Regions from separate parts of the Mus musculus genome. Here all the other regions are linked to region 3. A link is a contact called in public HiChIP or PLAC-seq and promoter capture Hi-C data. All regions are on one chromosome and are shown on one strand. Each heading gives the region's core, a stretch centred on a gene start, on an enhancer-like site or on the middle of the called end of the contact. The rest is flanking DNA. Distances are from core to core; before and after follow the strand shown. Region 1 overlaps Ndc1 (NDC1 transmembrane nucleoporin). Region 2 overlaps Tceanc2 (transcription elongation factor A (SII) N-terminal and central domain containing 2). Region 3 holds the start of Dhcr24 (24-dehydrocholesterol reductase). Region 4 holds the start of Glis1 (GLIS family zinc finger 1). Region 5 holds the start of Ndc1 (NDC1 transmembrane nucleoporin). Region 6 holds the start of Ldlrad1 (low density lipoprotein receptor class A domain containing 1).

The links. Promoter capture Hi-C pulls out the DNA fragments that hold promoters and counts their contacts. HiChIP or PLAC-seq counts read pairs in DNA pulled down with a chosen protein or histone mark.
Region 1: a contact with region 3 is called in a promoter capture Hi-C map of hippocampal neurons, with 2.1 times the contacts expected there. The contact joins the enhancer-like site here to the promoter of Dhcr24 in region 3. A contact is called at or near these places in 4 of 39 promoter capture datasets (cranial neural crest, hematopoietic stem and progenitor cells, hippocampal neurons and 1 more) and 4 of 115 datasets of contacts at active chromatin or transcription factors (embryonic stem cells, epiblast stem cells, pancreatic cancer cells and 1 more).
Region 2: a promoter capture Hi-C map of liver shows a contact between it and region 3, with 2.2 times the contacts expected there. The contact joins the enhancer-like site here to the promoter of Dhcr24 in region 3. A contact is called at or near these places in 20 of 39 promoter capture datasets (the 3T3-L1 cell line, 3T3-L1-derived adipocytes, the C10 cell line and 14 more), 1 of 15 datasets of contacts at CTCF or cohesin (large pre-B cells), 1 of 484 Hi-C or Micro-C datasets (liver) and 7 of 115 datasets of contacts at active chromatin or transcription factors (the SCID.adh cell line, embryonic basal ganglia, embryonic limb bud and 3 more).
Region 4: an H3K27ac HiChIP or PLAC-seq map of epiblast stem cells shows a contact between it and region 3, with 7 times the contacts expected there. The contact joins the promoter of Glis1 here to the promoter of Dhcr24 in region 3. A contact is called at or near these places in 4 of 39 promoter capture datasets (cranial neural crest, embryonic stem cells, hippocampal neurons and 1 more) and 3 of 115 datasets of contacts at active chromatin or transcription factors (embryonic stem cells, epiblast stem cells and stem cell-derived neural progenitor cells).
Region 5: a contact with region 3 is called in an H3K4me3 HiChIP or PLAC-seq map of the SCID.adh cell line, with 11 read pairs. The contact joins the promoter of Ndc1 here to the promoter of Dhcr24 in region 3. A contact is called at or near these places in 2 of 39 promoter capture datasets (cranial neural crest and neural stem cells) and 9 of 115 datasets of contacts at active chromatin or transcription factors (the SCID.adh cell line, embryonic hindbrain, embryonic midbrain and 4 more).
Region 6: a FOXA1 HiChIP or PLAC-seq map of pancreatic cancer cells shows a contact between it and region 3. The contact joins the promoter of Ldlrad1 here to the promoter of Dhcr24 in region 3. A contact is called at or near these places in 2 of 39 promoter capture datasets (cranial neural crest and liver) and 2 of 115 datasets of contacts at active chromatin or transcription factors (neural tube and pancreatic cancer cells).

What each region holds. Positions count from the first base shown.
Region 1 is chr4:107,385,608-107,388,960 of GRCm38.p6, forward strand. Ndc1 (NDC1 transmembrane nucleoporin) reads left to right here. Exons shown (of 18, transcript NM_028355.4): 10 at 989-1,070. Among named protein-coding and RNA genes, the nearest start is that of Ndc1, 19 kb to the left of the region's middle. Within about 2 kb of position 1,599, at least 15 of the 459 cell types and tissues checked have an H3K27ac peak or open chromatin away from gene starts, as enhancers often do. A contact at or near this core is called in hippocampal neurons, where this site is marked.
Region 2 is chr4:107,158,711-107,162,152 of GRCm38.p6, forward strand. All of the region lies in intron 3 of Tceanc2 (transcription elongation factor A (SII) N-terminal and central domain containing 2), which reads right to left. Among named protein-coding and RNA genes, the nearest start is that of Tceanc2, 18 kb to the right of the region's middle. Within about 2 kb of position 1,266, at least 10 of the 459 cell types and tissues checked have an H3K27ac peak or open chromatin away from gene starts, as enhancers often do. A contact at or near this core is called in 3T3-L1-derived adipocytes and liver, where this site is marked.
Region 3 is chr4:106,559,655-106,563,305 of GRCm38.p6, forward strand. Dhcr24 (24-dehydrocholesterol reductase) reads left to right here and starts at 1,384. Exons shown (of 9, transcript NM_053272.2): 1 at 1,384-1,743. The coding sequence starts at 1,513.
Region 4 is chr4:107,432,967-107,436,104 of GRCm38.p6, forward strand. Glis1 (GLIS family zinc finger 1) reads left to right here and starts at 1,753. Exons shown (of 11, transcript NM_147221.2): 1 at 1,753-1,931; 2 at 2,674-2,971. The coding sequence starts at 2,716. Gm46866 (Holliday junction resolvase MOC1, chloroplastic-like) reads right to left here and starts at 2,289. Exons shown (of 2, transcript XM_030253946.1): 1 at 1,314-2,289; 2 at 811-1,115. The coding sequence starts at 2,099. The coding sequence ends at 1,467.
Region 5 is chr4:107,365,874-107,369,510 of GRCm38.p6, forward strand. It overlaps Ndc1 (NDC1 transmembrane nucleoporin), which reads left to right and starts at 2,174. Exons shown (of 18, transcript NM_028355.4): 1 at 2,174-2,275; 2 at 2,884-3,004. The coding sequence starts at 2,216.
Region 6 is chr4:107,207,569-107,210,740 of GRCm38.p6, forward strand. Ldlrad1 (low density lipoprotein receptor class A domain containing 1) reads left to right here and starts at 1,576. Exons shown (of 5, transcript NM_001081272.2): 1 at 1,576-2,016. The coding sequence starts at 1,902.

The DNA.
Region 1 (3,353 bases), core at 349-2,848, 830 kb after region 3:
AGTTAAATAAGTTTACAAATCAAACTAAAAATTTTGTTTGATTCAGATTATAATTTGAAATTGTAAAGGAAATCTAAGTATAACAGGATATGTCTTACCCTGTTAAAAGATCATAGTGCCTTATTTATATTTTTTGGTTTTTGAGACAGGATCCTGCTATGTAGGCCAGGTTGGAGTTGATTTTGCAATTCTCGTGCCTAAGCCACATTCTAAGTGCTAAGATAACAGGCATCTTCTGGCGTGCGCAGCTGGATTAGTACTTTAAAATCAGTTAAAAGAAATGGAGCCCAGTGTTTTTGGCATAGTCTAGAGAAGCATAAACAAGTAGGAAAATGAGCTATTGCAGCACTAATTGCTAGTAAGTGTTAGCCATTCGTTTGGCCACTTACTGAATCTTTATTAGAAGGTCAGTTGTCAGGTGCTGTGGGTTGTGTTGGGTAGGACAATGACTAAGACACATGACAGTGCTAGGTTTCTACTGGCAAGAGCAGTGGCACCACCGTCTCCCCTGGTCCCAGTACCAGACGCTCAGAACTGATGCTTTGAAGAAATAAAGAGGCTTGTCCAGGAGAAGGTAGCTTTTCGGAAAGAGCAAAAAATGAGTGTTTTGTGTGTTAGGCCCTGCCATTGGATGTAGCAGTAGTGAGCAAGGCCATGTCCCTGTTCCTATGGGCCTCGCACTGCTGAGTAGAAGCAGATGAGGCAGCAGGCACAAGTGCTGTGGCCCAGATCTGGGGGCGGGGGCGGGACCGGGGCAGGAACTTATAGGAGGAGGGGGTATTGGAGTTAACCCTACAGACCTGAAAAAAAAAAAAAAATACAGAGCTCTGTAGTTCCTGTAAGTAGCCAGAGCCTAGAGTGTGTGGGGAGGTAGAGGCATGCATGAGAGTTAGAAGGGAAGTTGTGATTCCTTGGATATTTATGTGCCTACTTTTTACATATGATTTTGTTAAAGCTTTAACAGTCTGTCTTTCTTTGTTCCTTTTAGTATTTGGCCTTACAGGACCTGATGCTGCTTTCTCAATATTCTCCTTCTCGGAGGCAAGAAGTTTTCAGTCTCAGCCAACCAGGTATTGCTGAGAGTCATAGACTTAATTGGGCTCGTGCGTGCTCAGAGTGCCCCAGAGCCTTTGAAAGAGAGGTATGGTTTGTCCTCACTGCACCTCTGAGACCTTAGATGAACACTGGACTGAATATTACATGGCCCAAGTGGTGACACTGCTGAGTAGATTTATGTCACCAGGGAAAAGCATTGATTTGTAGATATTCATTTTTTCTTTTTTTTCAGCTCCTTAAATACCTGAACCTGAAGAAATTGTGTACTAAGTGTCTTATCAGAAAAGTTCAACCTAGGAATCTTAGCTCTGGTAATGCCATTGAGGACTTAAAAACCAGGTGACTTCCCCTAGATGGGAGTAAGGATTGGAGTCCGATTTATCTTTTGACTCCATGGACGTAGCTCTCTGCTCCTGCTAGGTTACGCTGCCTCCCTTAGAAGAAAAGTTAGCCAGAAACTGGATTTGTTAGTGACTGAGGGTGACTTTGGCAGGCCTGGTGTTCTCTGCTGTGCTTGCCAAGACTGTACAAGCTCAAGACTGACTTTGCCAGAACTCTCACCATGTTCCTGGCGTGGAACTGGTCCAGCCTAGTCCTATCCCCAGTGGGAAAGAAAGGGCCTGGGTAACCTTTCATCTGCTTTCTAATTAGCTCTCAATCATTTTGCAAAGCTTGCCAATTCCCAGACTGTAAAAAGATCATCTGTAGTTAAATGTGATGTGGAAATGAAACCCAGTTATATAAAAATATAATTGATCAGAGCTGCTTTCTTTTTAGCGCTGAGAAATCCAGTGCTGGGTTGTGGAGAAAACGAGGCCGCTGTGCTTTCTGTCACACTTGGGCTTTCTGTCACACTTGGGCTCTTCTTCTGCACTTTGTTATTCAAGCAACTACAAAATAGCATGTGCTTCGCCAGAGGCCTGCTCTGGGGCATGTGATTGAAGGTTAATTAGAATATCACACAGCTCCTAGCTGTCCGGAGTTGCATCTCAGTCTGATGAGGATCTTGTGTGTGCTTGCTGGTTAGGCGACGGTCCCTGCACGTGGTAGGAAAGGAGTGTGTTTCAGAGGGATCTGTGTGATGAGGGGCTGAGTGACATGAGATGGGAGGAGTTTACAGTGCCTTCTGCTGTTCTTAGCACGCCATGGCACATGTGACAACTCTTAATAGGCAAAGGGCTTGGGAATCAAAGACAGGTGAGGGTGTTTGTTTGTTTGTTTTTCTTTAAGAATGAGAACTATTAGTTCATGTTAAATAACATAATGGCCCATATATAAGATCTCTAAGTATGAAAAATTGAATCGTAGAGTTGTGTGTGCTTAATTTTGGTGTATGAATTTTTTGCCTTTGTTTGTTTGTTTTTGTTTTTTGAGACAGCGTTTCTCTGTGTAGCCCTGGCTGTCCTGGAACTCACTCTGTAGACAAGGCTGGCTTCAAACTCAGAAATCCTCCTGCCTCTGCCTCCTGTGCTGGGATCAAAGGTGTGCGCCACCACGCCCAGCGCCTTTTTTGTTTTTTTTTTTTTTAAATATACTAAAGTTTAAAATAGATTTTAAAAATTAGAAAGAGAGCAGGGCGTGGTGGCACACGCCTTTAATCCCAGCACTCGGGAGGCAGAGGCAGGCGGATTTCTGAGTTCGAGACCAGCCTGGTCTACAAAGTGAGTTCCAGGACAGCCAGGGCTATACAGAGAAACCCTGTCTCAAAAAAAAAAAAACCAAAAAAAAAAAAAATTAGAAAGAGTAAAGGTCATTGTCAAACAGCCAAGCCACTCCTAGAGACAGCATAACAAATGCTGGCTGCTTTTTTTAAACTTTTGAGACATGGCTACATGGCTGCCCTGGACTTAGCTCTGTGGCCTCAAACTCAGAGATCCACCTGGCTGCACCAGCATACCTGGTGTGGATATTGGCTCTTACACATAGTCTCTCCTTTATTTATCTTGGAACGTGTTCCAAGATACTCAATGGTGCTTAAAACTGTGGATGGTGGTGAACTCTGTATCTGTTGCTTCCTAATGCATATATACCTGTATACCTATGATGAAATGTATGAATTAAACACCATAGGGATGAGCAGCAATAAGAAGAAAATACAGCAGTTATAATAATGTACTATGATGAAGTTGCCACCATCTCTGGTGCAGTGGGGCCATTGTCACATAAAGTAGGGATGTTTGAGAACAAGGTTGTGCTGCTGTGGATTGCTTAGAGGGTAAGTTAGTGGCTGCTAGCATGAGTGTGTTAGACGTGAGGGTGGTTAAATGTCCTGGGAGTCAGTTATGGAGCAGCGCTGG
Region 2 (3,442 bases), core at 16-2,515, 600 kb after region 3:
TCCCAGAAACTCACTTCCAATATGTATTTCTAGTCTAACAGTCTCATTTGAGCTGGACATTTCCATTAAAATAGTTTTAAAGAATTCAAAATGCAGGCTGGGTGTGGTGGCACACACCTTTAATTTCAGTATTTGGGAGGCAGAGGCAGGAGGATCTCCGTGAATTTGAGGCCAGCCTTTGTCTACAAAGTAAATTGCAGGACACCAGTGCTGTTATACAGAGAAACCCTGTCTCAAAAAAATCAAAATGATAAACTCTTACCAGTAAATGAACAAAGAACACAAATACTTGAGAGAGAGAGAGAGAGAGAGAGAGAGAGAGAAAGAGAGAAGAAAAGAGAAAGGAAAAGGACAAATGGCTGACAAGCCTATTACAAACACTTAGTCTACTTAGTAAATGAAAATAAGAATTTATTTCTCTGACCTATCTATTTTTTGGCCTATTGGATTACTGAGAGTTTAAGAAAGATGTAGGCATGCAAATGAAGACAACATTCCTAGGATGTAAGATTCCCACCCACATGGAGACAGGAAGCGCACAGAGCAGTCTAGATGAAGGCCTTGGGTAGGCTGCTCGAGGCTGGGCTGCCCTTCCTGAAGAAGCATCGTTGCTGGGGAAAATAGAAGCAGAGCTGGAAGGCAAGCAGAGCATGGAGAATGCCGCCAACTCCTGGCCCTTCCCTCTCTTGGACAGGCACATTCTGCACTCAGGTTCTGTAGCAGTGAGGTGTGAGGCAGCACACACAACAGCACGGCCCTGCTGGCACAGAGACTGCTCAGCACATAGAAAATAAAGAGGCAAATAATTAAATAAGTAATTACAAACCAAGATAAGAGCCGGGAGGGAAACCAGTTAAAAATACAGAAGTAGCAGCCGGCTCGGTGTCACTTATGCCAAGAGAAAGGAAAATAATCAACGGTTTCAAATCACAGGTCTGGAAGATGAGAACCGAGACAAGACACTGGATTCGGACAGAATAAAATCACTGTGTCCTGAGAGAGAAGTGAGAGTGTGGGAGAAGCCCTCTGGGAGAGAGAGAGAGAGAGAGAGAAAGAGAGAGGCCAGAGAAGGGCACTGTGCCCAGCCAGCATTTAGAAAGGGAAACGGTATCTGGGAAAGGGGGCAAGGACAGCTAACGGGGAAGAGGAGTAAGGAAAACCAGTAAGGACAGAGGAGTTGCTGAGCCACACCCACTCCCACAGCTGGCCCTTGTGACATCCAGCTAAGGGCTATCTGTGGAGCTGTTTCTCTGCTCCATTCTCAGTCCTTCATGCTTGTACCATGTCTCGTCCTGTGACCAGAGCTACACTCTGCTCCCATGGGTCACTCCCTCCCTCACACCTGTTGCGTGTTTGTTCACTGCTAGCCTTTCCCATGAACCATCTCCATCTACCACCACACAAAGGACTTCTGCTTCTTCTCTGGGCTTTGTTTCCTTTTGTTACTGTTTGTTGTTGTTGTTGTTGTTGTCTGTACCCAAGAACTCACTGTGGAGTCCAGGATAGCGTCAAACCCACGGCAATCCTCCTGCCTTAGCCTCTTCAACGCTAGGACTATAGATATGACTTGCCATGCTCAGCTAGGACAGAGACCTTTATCAGTGTCGATCGCAGGCATCCATGCCAGTGCCTGGCACTCGGCAGGTGTTGCAGCTTCACTGTGATGCAATACAACACTGTGGCAAAAGTAACTTAGGGAAGAAGGGCTCACTGGGTTGCAGGTCACAGTCCATTGCTGCCAGGGAGTGAGGGAAGGAGCTTAAAGCCTCACGACCACAGTCAAGAGCAGAGAGCATAAAAGCCAAGTCCTACCTGCTTGCGCTCAGCAAGTTCTCTTTACCATCACAGAGTCCAGGGCCCCAGACCAGGCAATGGTGCCTCCCACAGCAGGTGGGGGCTTCTTCTACCAACTATCAGTTGGGACAATCTCCCAAAGAAACGTCTAAAAGAAAGTGGATTCAGAAAATTCCTCGAGGCTCTCTTCCCACATGATTCTAGGTTGAGCTGACAGTTTAAAAGTAGCCATCATAGCAGGCACTGAATAACTACTTGTTGAACAAATGCCTGGACGTCCACCCATGCGGTCTCCCTTCCCCTGGTATCCCTCACCTTTACCTTCTCTTAGCCACCGGAAGCTCCAGTCATGCATCCTATAGCTAACTGCATCAATGGTTACAAGTGTATTTGTTTAACCTTATAGGTTGCTAATAAGAGATGCTACGAAACACTTTCATGAATTACCCTGAATTAAAACCAAAACCAAAGATGAACAGGCTTGTTTGTCTATTCATTTTGGCCGTGCTGGGGATTGAACCTAGGGACTTGTGCAAACTATACATGAGCTCTACCACTCAACTACATTTCCAGCCCAGTTTTCTTCCTTGTGGGATTTCTCTTAGCCTATTACATAAGAAATTAGGATGAAACCCCCAGTAGAGAGGAGACAGGAACTCAGCACTGTCTAAGCTTGCTGGAACCCAGAACCCTTCCTTCAAGAGTTCTGGGAAAACCCATTAGAAGACACGACGACGCTGGCCATAAAGTCCAGACGCGGCTGACTGTACAGCTGTCTGATTTCTTCCCAGGCAGGCCCACCTAGACCTGCTGCTGCCACCCTCCCCAGCCATTCATGCTCTAGTGCGCTGTTTCGGGACTTCAGGTTTTCCCTTCCTTCCTCAGGCCTCGGCCTGAAACGAACAGGAGCTCATTCCGACCTACGGAAAGCACGTGTCTGTGAAAACCCTTCCCACTCCACGGAGAGAGAAGAGTGCCGTTGCACCCCCACGGGCTCCAGTGCTCGGCCTGACTTGCGTCTTTTCAAAGGTCAACTGTAAGTATACAGTCACATGCTTCCTTTCTAAGCAAGACCTGAGGATCTTACCAACACAGACCAGGCATCACTCTCTGGCATTCAGCATAAGGCGCAAGTTAAGGTCCTTGATATGTGTCAAGTGAGTGAATTATTCCAAGGCCCTTGCTGATTGTCACACTGCTCATTAGTTTAACAGAGACCTCGCCCTGTAAGCTTCCTACGATGCTAACTCCTCCCACTCGACTGGATCCTTCTCATTAGTGTTCAACATCCCTTAAAACCCTGTTCCCATCCATTTCCTTCCTCTTCCTCTTTCTCTTCCTGTCACTCCTTCTCCTTCTCAGAAGCATTTTTCTTTTCTGCGCCCCTCCTTTGCTCCTCAAGCTCCTGCCCCCAACCTTGCTTCTGAGACTGTACTAAAATTACTAATCACTTTTTTTATAACCTATTCCATTTTTAGACTAAGCTTATTTGACACAGTGATAACCTCAGATATGACTGACCGTACCTCCCTCAAAACCCTGCCTCTTTCCTTTAATTCCAATGACAACATTCTCTTCTGTTTCTCAGTATGGTCCTCTAAACCCCTTAAATATATCTGAGTGCATCAGAATTTTGGACTTGGCTCCT
Region 3 (3,651 bases), core at 134-2,633:
ACTTAAAGGACATTTCAATTTGTGTAAGCTACTGACAGCTCTATCAGTAGCTGTCATAGCTGGGTAGGACGGTCGGTTCCAGTCTGGACTCCTCCCTTTGGAAGCTGAGGGTAAACAACCTCTCACTTTGAACTTTGATTTCTATTGGATATTTGAACTCCCACATACATTCTTCACTTATCCTTTGGTCAACAACGGTGTGCCTTACAATGCCCTAGTCATTATGCCACAAATTGGAAATTCAAAAGTGCTGTAATAACAAGGTGTTGTTTGCCCTAAAGCTCCATCTGTAGGAGGGAGAGACACATAAAGGGACAATTATATAAAAATGGAAAGAACTGTGAGCCTCTGAAAGAAGTACATAAACTTGGCTTTAGAAGTGGCACCTCGCGAATCTCTAGGCTGTGTAGTGCTTTACCTCGGTGATACAATGGGGAAAGAGCCTTCTAGGGACAGATTCACCGAAGGTGGAAGGTGGCGCTATAAAGGATGGCAGAATGGAGTGCCCGAGTCCGTGTCCGGACAAAGGTGGAAGGGGGGGGGGGGGGGGAAGGAAAGACACGTGAAGCAGACAAGGCCCTGGGAGGTTTGAAAAATCTTCAGAGCTTCCTCCTGTTCAGGGAAAGTGCAAATACCACCGGACTCAAGCTTCTGGCGAGGTCAGAGGTTGTTCCGCAGCCTGGCCTGGTTGCTCCGCAAGGCCGGGGCCATGTGCTGGGTTCTTACTCTTAATCTAGGGCTGCCATGCCGCCTTGAAGCTCTTTCTTCCTGTCTCCAAGCCTCCATCCACTTTGGGTTCAGCATGGAAGAATGCCATCAACGCCTCTGTGCTTTTTAAAATTACTCGACAGGTGGAATTCACCATCGCGTATTTTAAAATGGGGGTCCCAGCTACCCACGGCCCAGAACTGCTAAGGGGGGTAGTTCAAATGCATTTATGGTAAACGCCCTGAAAATTGAAAGGATTCCCCCTCCTGGCCATGTGCCTACAGAGTGTCATGACCTGCCCCGGTCAAGGCCAGAGGCTCTCCTGCCAGGGTTGCAGGGTGGTTGTCTGGAGCGCCTCCCACCCTGGGGAGGTAACCCAATGCACAACTGCTTGACGTGTGTCCACGGGAGGCACCACCCAAGGAGGAGATCAAGGGTGGTCCCGCTGCCTCCAGAGCGAGAGCCCTAAACCCCGCCAAGCCCGCCGCTTGCCGACCCTACCAGCGCCCCCAGCCCAGGTCAGCCCCTCCTCGCACGCCGACTAGAAGAGGGTGGAGCATCCCGGTTCCCGCAGCCAATGAACGCAGCGGCTCCCTGGTCCGATCCCCGGCGCGGCTCACCATTGGTCGCCGCCTGGGTCTCGGCCCACCGAACCTTGGCGACCCAAGCCAATCGCGAGGCGGCGGGCCCGACTTACAGGCTCCCGGGGCGGTGGCGGCAGGCGCTGAGCCGGCGGAGCGCGGAGCGGGCGAAGGAGACGGGCGGCGCGAGCCCGCACCCTTCCGCGCGGTGCGCCGCGACACCATGGAGCCCGCCGTGTCGCTGGCCGTGTGCGCGCTGCTCTTTCTGCTCTGGGTGCGAGTGAAGGGGTTGGAGTTCGTTCTCATCCACCAGCGCTGGGTGTTCGTGTGCCTCTTCTTGCTGCCGCTCTCGCTCATCTTCGATATCTACTACTACGTGCGCGCCTGGGTGGTGTTCAAGCTGAGCAGTGCGCCGCGCCTGCACGAGCAGCGCGTGCGGGACATCCAGAAACAGGTGAGCGGCGCGGGGCGCGGCTGTGCGCCGGGGTAGCGGTTCTCTGGGCGACGGGGGCGTGTGGGGCCGGAGGAATGGGCGTGGGAGTGGGGATCGCAAAGGACCTGGCGTGTGATGGGGGAAGGGACTGTCCAAGGATGAAACGGAAGCAGCAAAAGCACCGGGGCAACAAACAGAACCCTAACCCTAGGTTTATAAAGTGTCTGCTAGGTGCAGGGCATGCGCAGTGCCTAGAAAACGAGGGACCCTAAACCCTCGGGAAGTGCGCAACAGTCAGGTAACTCAGGCCCCCCACATTCCAAAGGAGGAATGGCCTCTGGAAGGTGGTTCTGGGAAATGGGGAGGGGGGAGATCCAAGTGGAGAGATTGGCTGAGCAGAAGTAGGAAGCTGAGGAGCACAGTCATGAGAGGAAAAAGGTTAGAAAGTCAGTTTGGAGAGGAGCCTTATGCAGGAAAGAGGTGAAAGTTTGTTTTGCGGTCCGAGGTGCTTCGGATCCTTTTACAATGGAGGTTTAAAGAGAGATTAAAAGGCAGGATCAGCCCCCAATTCCGTGTAATGTGCAGCAGATTCTGCATCCAGATGTAGTCGTCCCAGTAAGTAGATGAGGAGTTCATATAGGCCAGCCGGCACCAAGGCTAAGACTTCTCTTCACAGTGAAGCGTCTTCCCCCTCATCCAGGGTTAGCATGGGCTCCCTTTGCCCTCCTTATATTCCTCTCTAACTTGCATCAGGCTTCAGAGAGCGTCTGCTTCCTGCCGCTGCCCGCATGGCAACCACCCTCTTGTTCTATTTACTTCTTGCTGTATGCTGCAGACTGAGCACCACAGGCTTAGCCTGCAGGTGCCAGGCAGAGTGACCTCCAGACCAGAAGACCTTACCCAGGGAGAGGAGATGCAGAGGGTGCATCGATCAGAATCACTTTGCACCTCCACCCCCACCTGCACCATTTTCCTTGGGTCTGTCTGCAGGTTCTATTTGCCATTTATTTACCTGCTGGATGTCCTGTGAGCACCAGAAGACAGGACTGTTACCTGACGGCTCCCCTTGGGGCAAGAGTGTATTAGTGAGAGGTTGTTAACCTAAACTAAATGGAAGGATGCGCAAGGAACAATGGGGCCCTACACGCCATACCTGTGCCACTCGTGTGTGCAGTTTACAGTCCACGGCCTCCTGGTGTCTAGTACCAGTTTTACTAAAATGAGGTTCAAAGTGTGAGTCATGTGCCCAAGACAGCACAACCGATAAATAAGGCAGGCAGTCAACATTGGCTTCGGTAAGAGCCTGAACTCTCAACCCCCTCAGCCTTGTGTCTCCATCCCATCTCTGATTTTGTTGCCTCATGCCTAGTTTCTTACCATAGCTTCCCAAATAGTTACCTACTTTCTGGACCCTTTCTGTCTCTCTTGAGGATTTGACAAAGAACTTTTTAACCCCCAAATCCCATCAATGTCCCAAGCTTGATAGTTTCTGCCTGTGTGATCCAGCAGCAACCGCTAATCCACTCCCTCACACTCTGTTTACATAAAGTCTCCCACTGCAGGGTCAGGCAGAGCTGGGTGGTCTTGGAATTCACCCTTTGTCTTCCCACCGGGGACTCATAGTCCTGCATTTCTGCCAGACTGAATCAGAGGAAAGCCCCTCCCCATCCTGAGCCCTCTGACAGACAGCTCCAGGGCAGCCCACTGACCCTTGACCAGACTCTTGCAAAACTTAGTTGAAGCTGGTTTGAGTAAAAAGGACACTAGCTTGTGTCCTGAACAGCATCTACCTGCTGGATGCCCTGTGAGTTCTAGAAGACAGTGACTGTTATCTGACAGCTGCCCTTGGGGTCAGAGTATGTTTGCGAATGCCTGTTAGATCAGTACAGCTGGCTGAGGCATAACTGAACCCAGGACCCCCTCCCCCAT
Region 4 (3,138 bases), core at 503-3,002, 870 kb after region 3:
GAGCAGAGCAGAGCAGAGCGCTCAGCTCCTGGCCTTACAGACGGGCATAATAGCAAAGCTAGACCTTCCAGCTTTCTTGCTTCTTTGACGCATGAGGCAGAAACTAAGTAGGGCTATTTGTCTAAAGCCACAGACCTGTTGGCCAGAGCCAGGGTCCACACTTTAGAATTGAGGGTGGGGTGGGAGGGGGAGGTTCAAGTTCTGGGCGGGCAGTTGGTCAGTTTCCTCCTTTCTACTCATATCCACTCTGCCCTAAAGTGACAGTCCTCAATGACAAGTCTCCAGAAAGAGGCAAGGCCTCTGAGATGCCCATAACAGCTCATCGCCTGCACAGGTCGGCTGACACCTGCTCTTGGTAATAATGGGAGGAAGACACTGGCGTGGGAGTCGGAAGCCTGCGCTGCCACACCCTACCTACCTTGTTGCTTCTGGCCATGAATGTGGGGGTGGTGTTAAGTAAAATGTCAAGGTACTTCCAATTCCTTCTGCTGTTTCTAAGTCTCCAAACAAATAAGGTATAGGAAATTAAATCTTTTTTTAAAAAACTTTTTTTTTTCTTCCGAGACAGGGTTTCTCTGTATAGCCCTGGCTGTCCTGGAACTCACTTTGTAGACCAGGCTGGCCTCGAACTCAGAAATCCGCCTGCTGGGATTAAAGGCGTGTGCCAGCATGCCTGGCAAATCTTAACTTTTTGTGACTGGAAAAAAAAAATCTTTGTTTTGTTAAGATGCTGGGAAACTGCTTGGGTTGTCTTCCTGTGTGGAACCCCAGTCTGTGAACCAGGCCGGTTGCAGAAACACACTTCCACAGTTTAAGACTAAGGTCCTCTATTCTCAAACATTTTGTGCATAGTGGGAGATGTTGACAGCATGCAGAGACATTTTGGGGCTACCCTAGATCCTTCAGTAGACCCCAGAAAATCGGTCAGAGACATGAACGAACACCCCATTTTGCACGCTTCAGGGATGGGGGCTGACCCATTGCTTCTAGTCACTATGAAGCCTCATCAAGGGCTCTTCCTACAGTTGAGACCCTGCTGCCTGGAGCGCGGAGGACATGGCAAGGAATGGGTACAGGAGAACGCGGAGCTCCTCTCTCGTCTGGATGAACCCTTTCTAGAAAACAACACGAAAGTAAAGTGAGAAAGTGGGCTGAGGCCTGGGTTCAGATGACAAAGGCCAGCTTTGCTATGACTTGCAGTGAAATCTGTGCCACTTGAAGTGAGCTGGTTAGAGTCTGCAAAACCAAAACAACTTGTCAAGCACTTCTGTATTTGTTACCTCCGCTTAGCAGGTACCGCCATTCCCATTTACCCGGGAGAAAACGCGACCCGGGGAGGAGCAGAATCCCGCCGGGGAGCAGAGGAAGCCGGGTTGTGCTGGCTCTGCCTTCGGCTGGCCTCCTCCTCTGGCAGCCGCAGAGTCCGGCGGCGTCCCGGCAGCCGGCGTGCAGGGCTCCGGCCGCTGTCAAAACCTCAGCCTGGGCGCGCGCCGCCCCGCCCAGGCCCCCAGGCGAGCGGCACGCCCTCGAGCCGCCATTGGCTTGGTCCGGCAGCCCCCAAGAGTCGCGGCCCGAGCGGCTGTGGGCAGCAGCGGGCCGCCCCGCCCCCGGGGTGTCGCCCCGTAGGACGCGGCGGCCGTGGCGGTGGCGGCGGCGGCTGCGGGGGCTGCGGCGCCAGAGGAGGCGCGCCGTGCTGTGTGCCCCGCGAGCCGCTGCGCCCGCGGCGAGGTGAGAAGGGGCGCGGCCGGCGCCGGGGACCCAGTGGCGTCCGAATCCGGGAGCTCTGGGGTGGCGCGGGGCTCGCCGAGGGGCGAGGCGAATTTGGGGGCCCTGAGGCCTCGCTCTCGCGGGAATGATGCTGGAAATGATGCTGAGGCTCCGGCGTGAGACTTGCGGCTGCCGGCGGAGCGGAGTGTGAGCCGGTGAATGGGGTGTGTGGCATGGCTGGTCTCGGAGGGCGCATCGACGGGTCGCGAGTGTGCGTGCGAGCCGGCGTGCGTGGGCGACTCTGGCTGTGCGGGCTCCCGGGCGCCGGGGCTCCTGGATTTACGGCTCTCGAGTGCGCTTTGTGGGCTCGCGCAGTGGGCGTGCGCGCTCATCCTCAGCCCGGTGTCTGGCTAGTGGCGGGGCTCGCGGAAATTCTGCGTCTGCACCCGGCGGCGGTGCGTGTTCAGTGCCTGGGCTCTGCTCAGCCCGCCCCGGGGCACCTAGAGGTGCGCAGCCAGGGACCCATCTGAGTCTTTCCCTGCTCCCCTGTGACCCTGCTCTGGGAGTCAGGCTGCTGCCCTCTCCCTGTCCCTTTAGGGAATTCCGGACAGGAACTCCCATCCCATCCTAGTTTACTGCCCTCTCCCTGTCCCTTTAGGGAACTCCCATCCTATCCTTGGTCTTAGTTTTGCCATTCGTCTGAAGAGGGCTGACCCTGGGTGGAAGCGGATTAGGGTGGGAGGGCGCAGGGGATTCTCCGGAACGTGCGGGCCTAGGGCGACGGCAGCGAAAGCGGGACGACCACGGTGCGCGGGGTCAGGTGGCTCAGGGAATGGGGTCGGTGTGGTGACGCTAACTTTTTTTTTTTTTTTGAGATCAGGACTAAATAGAACGTGACTGCCCAAACTGTGATCTAGGGATGGAGTTTCCCGCTTTCTAAAGCTCGGTGCTTTCTTCCCTCCGCAGGAGCCTGGCGCGACCCCCAGCCGTGCGCCCCGCCCCGGCGCCATGCATTGCGAGGTGGCCGAGGCACTTTCGGACAAGAGGCCAAAGGAGGCCCCTGGTGCTCCTGGCCAGGGCCGCGGGCCTGTCAGCCTGGGAGCGCACATGGCCTTCAGGATTGCTGTGAGTGGTGGCGGCTGCGGGGACGGGAACCCGCTAGACCTGCTGCCTCGGCTACCGGTGCCACCACCACGTGCCCACGATCTCCTTCGGCCCCGGAGCCCTCGAGACTATGGTGTGTCCAAGACCGGCAGCGGGAAGGGTGAGTTCCACCGCACCAGTGTGCTGACCGCGGGCATGCTGAGGTCAGGTCTGTGGTACCGGTGTCTCTGCCACCGGCTCTGTAGGGATTCTAGAACTTCATGGAACTTCCTTAAGAGTTCCTTAATGTCTCAGTATCTCTGTAGTTGATTGGGACTCGCCTGTCAG
Region 5 (3,637 bases), core at 924-3,423, 810 kb after region 3:
TGTGAGTTCGAGGCCAGCCAGGTCTACAAAGTGAGTTCCAGGACAGCCAGGGCTATACAGAGAAACCTTGTCTAGAAAAAAAAAAACAACAACAACAACAACAAAAAAGTTTTCTCTGTGACTTGGAAAGATTTCTTCTTGACAGGTTTATTCTTGATCAACCAAGTATAATCCCAGTTTGTCTTTTGGCTCAGGTGTGATTGGTATTAATGTAATTTTGGAAGTTAATATGATATCTTAAATAAGCCAAGAAGCCATTGTTAGCAAACAGTACAGAGTATCTTGTGCCATCTCAGTTTCTCTCGGTAGCCTATGAGTTTATACAGAGTGAGCAAGACACCATGTCTACCTCTGCCTTCCTAGGGTGTTGAATGTTAGCATTGTAAAAAAGCTGTTAGCACTACTCACCTAGGTTTTTGATGAGGCCAAAAGTAATCAGAGAGAGGAATTTGAGCCAGTGAGAAGTTGTATGTGTGCATGTTTGTGTTTGTATGTGTGCACATTTGTGCATGTGGGTGTGGAAGCCAGAAGTCTACTTTGTGTGTTGTTCCTCAGGCTCCCTCCACCTTGTTTCTCCCAAGTGCCTACAGCTCAGAGTAGGCTTGGCTCACTAGCTATAAGCCTCATAGAGCTCCCTATCTCTGCCTGCTCAACACCTGCCCACCTGCCCAGCACCTGCCCAGCACCTGCCTAGCACCTGCCTAGCACCTGCCCAGCACCTGCCTAGCACCTGCCTAGCACCTGCCCAGCACCTGCCTAGCACCTGCCCAGCACCTGCCTAGCACCTGCCCAGCACCTGCCCAGCACCTGCCCAGCACCTGCCTAGCACCTGTCCAGCACCATGTTCAGGTTTTCCTCCTGGAGTCCAGGTACTGAATTCTTGTCTTCATGCTTATGTAGCTAGCTGAGCTACCTCTCCACCAATGGTAATCTTCTTTTTGGAGACAGCTGTTTCACATATTCCAGACTAGTCTCAAACTCACTAGCTAAGGATGGCTTTGAGCTTTATAGCCTCCTGCCTCAGTTTCTTGAGTGCTGCCATGTTTTGGGAGGTGCTGTAGGGTTTGGTATATATCAGGAAAGCATTTTACAACTCAGTCACACCCCAGCCTTCAATAGTTGTCTTATAGTATATAGTATTTACATCTTTACCCCATTAACAGGATGTTGTGTTTTTATCCTTATTTTACACTTGAAGAAATAGAGGCTCTGTGAGGATCAAGATGCTGCACTTAACAAGTATTAATAGCTGAAGCTAAAAACCAAAACATACCTTTCTTATCAATAAAACACTTTATTTTTAATAAAAGGAATTCAGTGAAGTTACTGAGTATTAAGACGGCAGCTTCAGTATCCTGTGGTTTCACTTTTAGAAAGATGCCATTCTGGGCTGAAGAGATGGCTCAACTCTTAAGAGCACTGACTGCTCTTCCAGAGGTCCTGAGTTCAATTCCCAGCAACCACATGGTGGCTCAGGACCATCTGTAATGGGATCTGATGCCCTCTTCTGGTGTGTCTGAAGACAGCTACAGTGTACTCATATAAATAAAATAAATGCATCTTTAAAAAAAAAAGAAGAAGAAAGATGGCATTCTGGAAGAAAAAGTGATATAACAACCTTTTCACTCCCAGTGGTTATTACAGCTTTAGTTAAAAAAAAGAAAGAAAAAAATAGAAGAGAAAGGGAGGGGCTGGGAGGTGAGTCCCGTAAAAGGCTGCTCCTCTAGAGTATCCGGGTTTAATTCCCAGTAACCACATGGCAGCCAACAACTGTAACTCCAGTTCTAGGACACCCCAACTTGCTTCTCGTTACACCGCGAGCCTGTACTTTGGAACTCCAAGTTCCAGAATGCAACGCTCCTCTTCCCCTTGGTTCTCAGGGGTCGTCGAGACTACAGTTCCCAGCATGCAGCACCGTCGCCCTTTGTTTTTGACGCCCAGATGGACCCTGCTTCGGAAGGACTTTTTGGACTCCAGAGGACGCTTCCTCGAGTCACAGCCCACCTGGAGGCATGTGGCTACGGGGAAGTTCTGGCCGGTTGAGTCTGTTCAGGCGAAGCTGCGGAGAGATGGTCTGGCGGCTTTGCAGAACCCTGCCCAGGCAGCGTACCGGGCAGCCCCAGCTGGGTCCTCCCGGGGCCTTCCTGCCTTTGAACAGTGGTGGCGGGCGGACACTCTGTCCCCGGCACGCTTGAGAGCGGGGGCCGCCATCTCCATGGCCACGGCTGCGAGCGGGCCCTGCGCCGGCGGGTCGCCGCGGGACATCCTTTGGCGCGTGAGTTAGCGAGCCGTGGCGCTCCCTGCCTCTCTGGCGGTGCCTGCGCGCTTGGCTAAAGGGGCCTGTCTTGGAGGCGCTTTAGGAATAGCGTGTAGGGATCTGACCGCCTCGGGGATTGGGTGCAAGGGTGTGTGGGCGTCCCCGAGTGGAAGTTAGGTCTGGGGTGTTGAGCTGGAGTCCGAAGTGGAAGTTTGTCAGCGTGGTTGGGATGGCCCGAATGGAAATTTGGTGGAAAAGTTGTAGAGCAAAAGGTTAGTGATTCGAGCTAATGCATAATAAATGGCTTGATTCCTTGGGCTAGGAAACGGGAAGGGCTGCTCTGTGTTGAAAGAATGTGGCCTTAGCAGACTCTGGGGTTGGGGAGACGCTAAACCGAGCATATATTCATGGTTTATTTAAGACAGCCTACTCTAGGCTTCAGCTAAGGAGAGCTCACCTCCTTGCATCCATTCTGTGTTTGGGGGGTGGGGAGTGGGCGCAAGGAGAGAAGTAAAGAGAATGCAAATAGTAGTGGTTCATGTTAATAGCCTAAATGGAGAAGCAGGATTTGCATGTCTGAGTTAGAGTAACTGACTTCTTGATTGAAGAGTTGTGTTTAATTTTAGGTTTTGGGTTGGAGGATAGTTACCAGCATCGTTTGGTCAGTAGTGCTTCTACCCGTCTGCATCACAGCCTTTATAGTCTTAAGCAGCATCAATTTATTCCACCCTATACAGTGGCTGTCAGGTAAGTGGTGATTTTTAATTACTGTCTGTATTGACATTAAAACATTACGTAAAGGCACTCACTCTCTGCATTTCTGCACTCACAGAACTGTCATTTTTGTTATATAAAATCAGTAAGTGTGTCAGGGATTATGTATGATGACAGGACAGATCATTAGAAGACTACTTATATACACAGCTAGGTGTGATGGCCCAGTGTCCTGGGAGGCAGAGGCAGGACGACCTGAGTTCAAGGCCAATCTGGGGCATATATATAGTAAATCCCTAGAGGTGCAGTAAAAAAGAAAAGGAAGCCACACAAGTATTTATCCTTTTGTCTTTTCCTTAAAAAAGGAAAAGAAAAGTTGGCTTATTTGTATTTTTCATGTGTATAAGTATTTAACTTGTATATATGTATGTTCATCACCACGTGTGTGCCTGGTGCTTATGGATCCCCCTGGAAGAGTTGCAGATGGTTGTGAGCCACCATGTGGGTGCTGGGACTGAACCCAGGTCCTTTGGAAAAGCCCTCTGCTGAGCCATCTCTCCAGCCCCAGTTCCCTTGTCTTTTCTTGTTTTTCCTTTCCCTGCCATCCATTTAAAATTGCAGATGGGAATTGTGACTGGTATTAAAAAAAAAGTCTAATCTAGCTAG
Region 6 (3,172 bases), core at 326-2,825, 650 kb after region 3:
AAGTCATACTAAAGGGCATGTGTTGGACCAGGAATGTACTCTGCTGTCCACTCTGACATCTGTAGTAGGCATTACTAATCAATCATAGACCCTGACGTTAACATCCTTCTGAAATCATGTGCCTCTTAGTCTCTACTATCGTTGGCACAAAAAAAAGAAATCTAGGTACCATCTTGCGTTTATATTCACCCCCTTCGGCCTTTTCCTTTTCATGGCTTCTCAGCCTGGCTTGCAACCGCCATTGCCCCCCCCCCCTTGCCTACCACAGACCAGTGAAGCTAGGGATACGAGAATTGCCAACAGCTTCATCCAATGGCTGGCAGGATGGGATGAGTGCCCCGCTTCCCTCGGGTGAGTGCCTTTGAGATGCATCTTCACCAGTGTCCCCAAATGCCTCGCAGAATCCAGGTGCTGCCCCATAACAGTGAGCAGCGTCTTTCCCTTCACCTCAGCTCCCTCACTCCACACCAGCATGTCCAGGATCCTTCCCATTAAGACCGTCTGTCCCCTGTTCTTGTCAGAGTGCCCAAGTCTGAGAAACCTACACTCAGGCACCCCTGCATCTACATGCCTGTGAAGGGAAGGGCCTTTCCCAAGCCATTGGCAAGGTCCTTGTGAGAGCCAATACTTAGCTTGCCCAGTCTGATGGCGACCTATGTCTCCAGCCTCCATGGTTTGGCTTGTATTTCCCACCACAAGAGAAATGGCCCAGCACAGAAATCACTGATGGGAACTCCTGGACACCTGCAGTGGGTACTACCCTCGGGGTGGGCCTCAGAGCATCCTCATCTGCTTCAGGGCCCCTGTCTCCTCCTTAGACTAGATTGCTAAGAAATCTACTCCATGCTGGGACAGAAGATATTCTGGAAAGCAGCTAGCTCCCACCCAGATACCACCCCCAAAAAGCTAAAAAATATATTTCTCCATGCTTTCAACAATTCAAATATGTCTTTCTCTCTTTTATTTATTAATATGTGTATGTGTGTGGTAGAGGTGCACGCATGAAGTGTATGGAGTCAGGACAACTATGTAGAGTGGGCGCTCTCCTTGTATCTGCACATTCATCCTGGGACTCAAACGAAGGTCCTCAGGCAGGCACCTTTATCCACTGAGCCATCCTGTTGGCCCTCAGAAGTGCATATTCTTCTGGTCTAGAAGAATGAACATGAACAGTTCATCAATGAGAAAAGGAACTCTACCTTCTGGCCACTGAACCAAGACTCATGGCACTTCTGCCTGTGGCTTCCTTCAGCCAGGGGGCCTTGCCACCCTGCAGTCTGATGATGCAGAGGAGAAAAATGTGTTAAAGCCTTGGTTCCATCTCTCCCACATATAGTGTGACTTGAGGCACAAACACCAGCTTGTCATCTGTGGAATTGGATGCGTCACTGTCCAACTGCAACCTAGGGAAAGACGTGGTAGGAGCAGGTACCCCTGTCCTTTCCTCCGTGGGGGAGGCAGCCTGGGAGGAGAGTGCCACAGGAGAGGGCACAGCCCTAGCAAAGCCTGTTGCTGTCCTGCCCTCCCACAGGCTGCCCTTGGTGACAAGGTGGAGAACTCTACACTGAGCTCTTTATTCCACCTCAGTTCCTGGAGATGAGTGTTGGAACCATGAACAAAGTCTTCCCCCAGGTAAAAGCTGCCTGGGTCTGAACTGACTCTTGACCTAGGGAGCCATTCTGCAGATGGAAAGGGCTTGTGGGAGGGGACCCTAGGACCCACGGCCACATCCATCTGCCCTGGGGACTCGCTCCACCTGAGATCCATGAGTACTGAGAAGCAGCACAGGACACCTAGGGGTGTTAGGGCACTGTCACTAGGAGGACCTGCCTGAGTCAGTTTGGAGGACAAAGGAGGAATGGGTCCTGTACGGGTCGAAATGTGGAAATGTGAAGCCCAGGATGAGCGTGGGCTGTGAGAGAGCAGAATTTTGCCCAGCCTGCTTCTGGTTTCTTGGCCAGGCAGATGCCGAGAGTAACATCACCACTAGAAGGAAAGCCCGCCCTGGAGATGAAGGTAAGGACAGAGGTGGGGGTCAGGCTGGGCGCTGTGGGTCCCTCCCTGGAAACTACCTGACTCTAGGTAGAGAGTGTCTGAGGCTACTCAGCTCTTCTACTCCAGTGTGGGTGGTGAGGTCTGCTTCCAGCTTCCTGGCCAGCCATACTGACAGCTGCTTGCTGGATAGAACTTTTCATTCTCTCCAGCTACCAGCATTTTCTGAGTGCCTACTATGTGCCTTTTGCCTGCTGGGCCACCACACAGAACCTATAAGACCAAGGACCTCCAAATCAACCTCTGGCCCCCATGCCTGACCTGGATGCTCCTGTTGATCATAAGATGGAGTCGGCCAGGACCACACACTTGTACTTATTATGTTTCCCCAATTCCTGTGCAGCCGGGACCTTTGTATCTCCCTGGGTCCATCTTGGCCTACAGTTGATGAAGGAGGAAACAGATAGATGCTAAGAAGGGTTGTAACCCTTTGCAGACCCTTCTGCCTCGGATCCCTGGGGCTGCAGACCTCAGTTTCAGGACAACCCTGGGTGGGTGGGGTACTAGAAGCAGCTGAAGCTAAGAGAGGTTGAATAATCAGGTCACAGTTATATGGCATCGGAAAGGAGGCCCCTGGTTGCTAAGCTTCAGGGTCATGCCCCATGCTGGTGGCTTTTTCCAAGTTGTCACTCAGTGCGGCTTATCATAGGTGTGGTTTTTCTTCCTTTGCCCTGGGTGGGCAGTTTCTGAAGTTTCTGGCTTTAAAGTGGGTTTAAAGCTTCCCTCCACTTCTGAGAGCTCTCAGCCTCATCTGGAGGGCCAGACAAGGTCAACTAGGAAGGAGGGTAGCGACTAAGTCTCCTGTGTCAGGCCACAGAAAGGCAGAGGCAGGTTTCTCTCATCCCTTGGGCTCTTAGGTTCTGAGACAGGCATTGCTCTCACTGGTGCCCTGTGTGGGTTTGTGTGTGTGAGCGCATGCATGTGCAAGCTCGCAAAGTTGCCACCAAGGCAAGAGCTCTGCCTGCTGCTCCAGTCTTGCCTGCAGCCCCACCTTGCACACAACATGAACTGCACAAATATTTGAGGAACAACCACTCAGCCAGCTCTGCTGCCCCGTATCAACACGATCTCCCTGGTGACCCAAGTTTACTCTGTGTTGCTGACCACAAAGGAACCACCA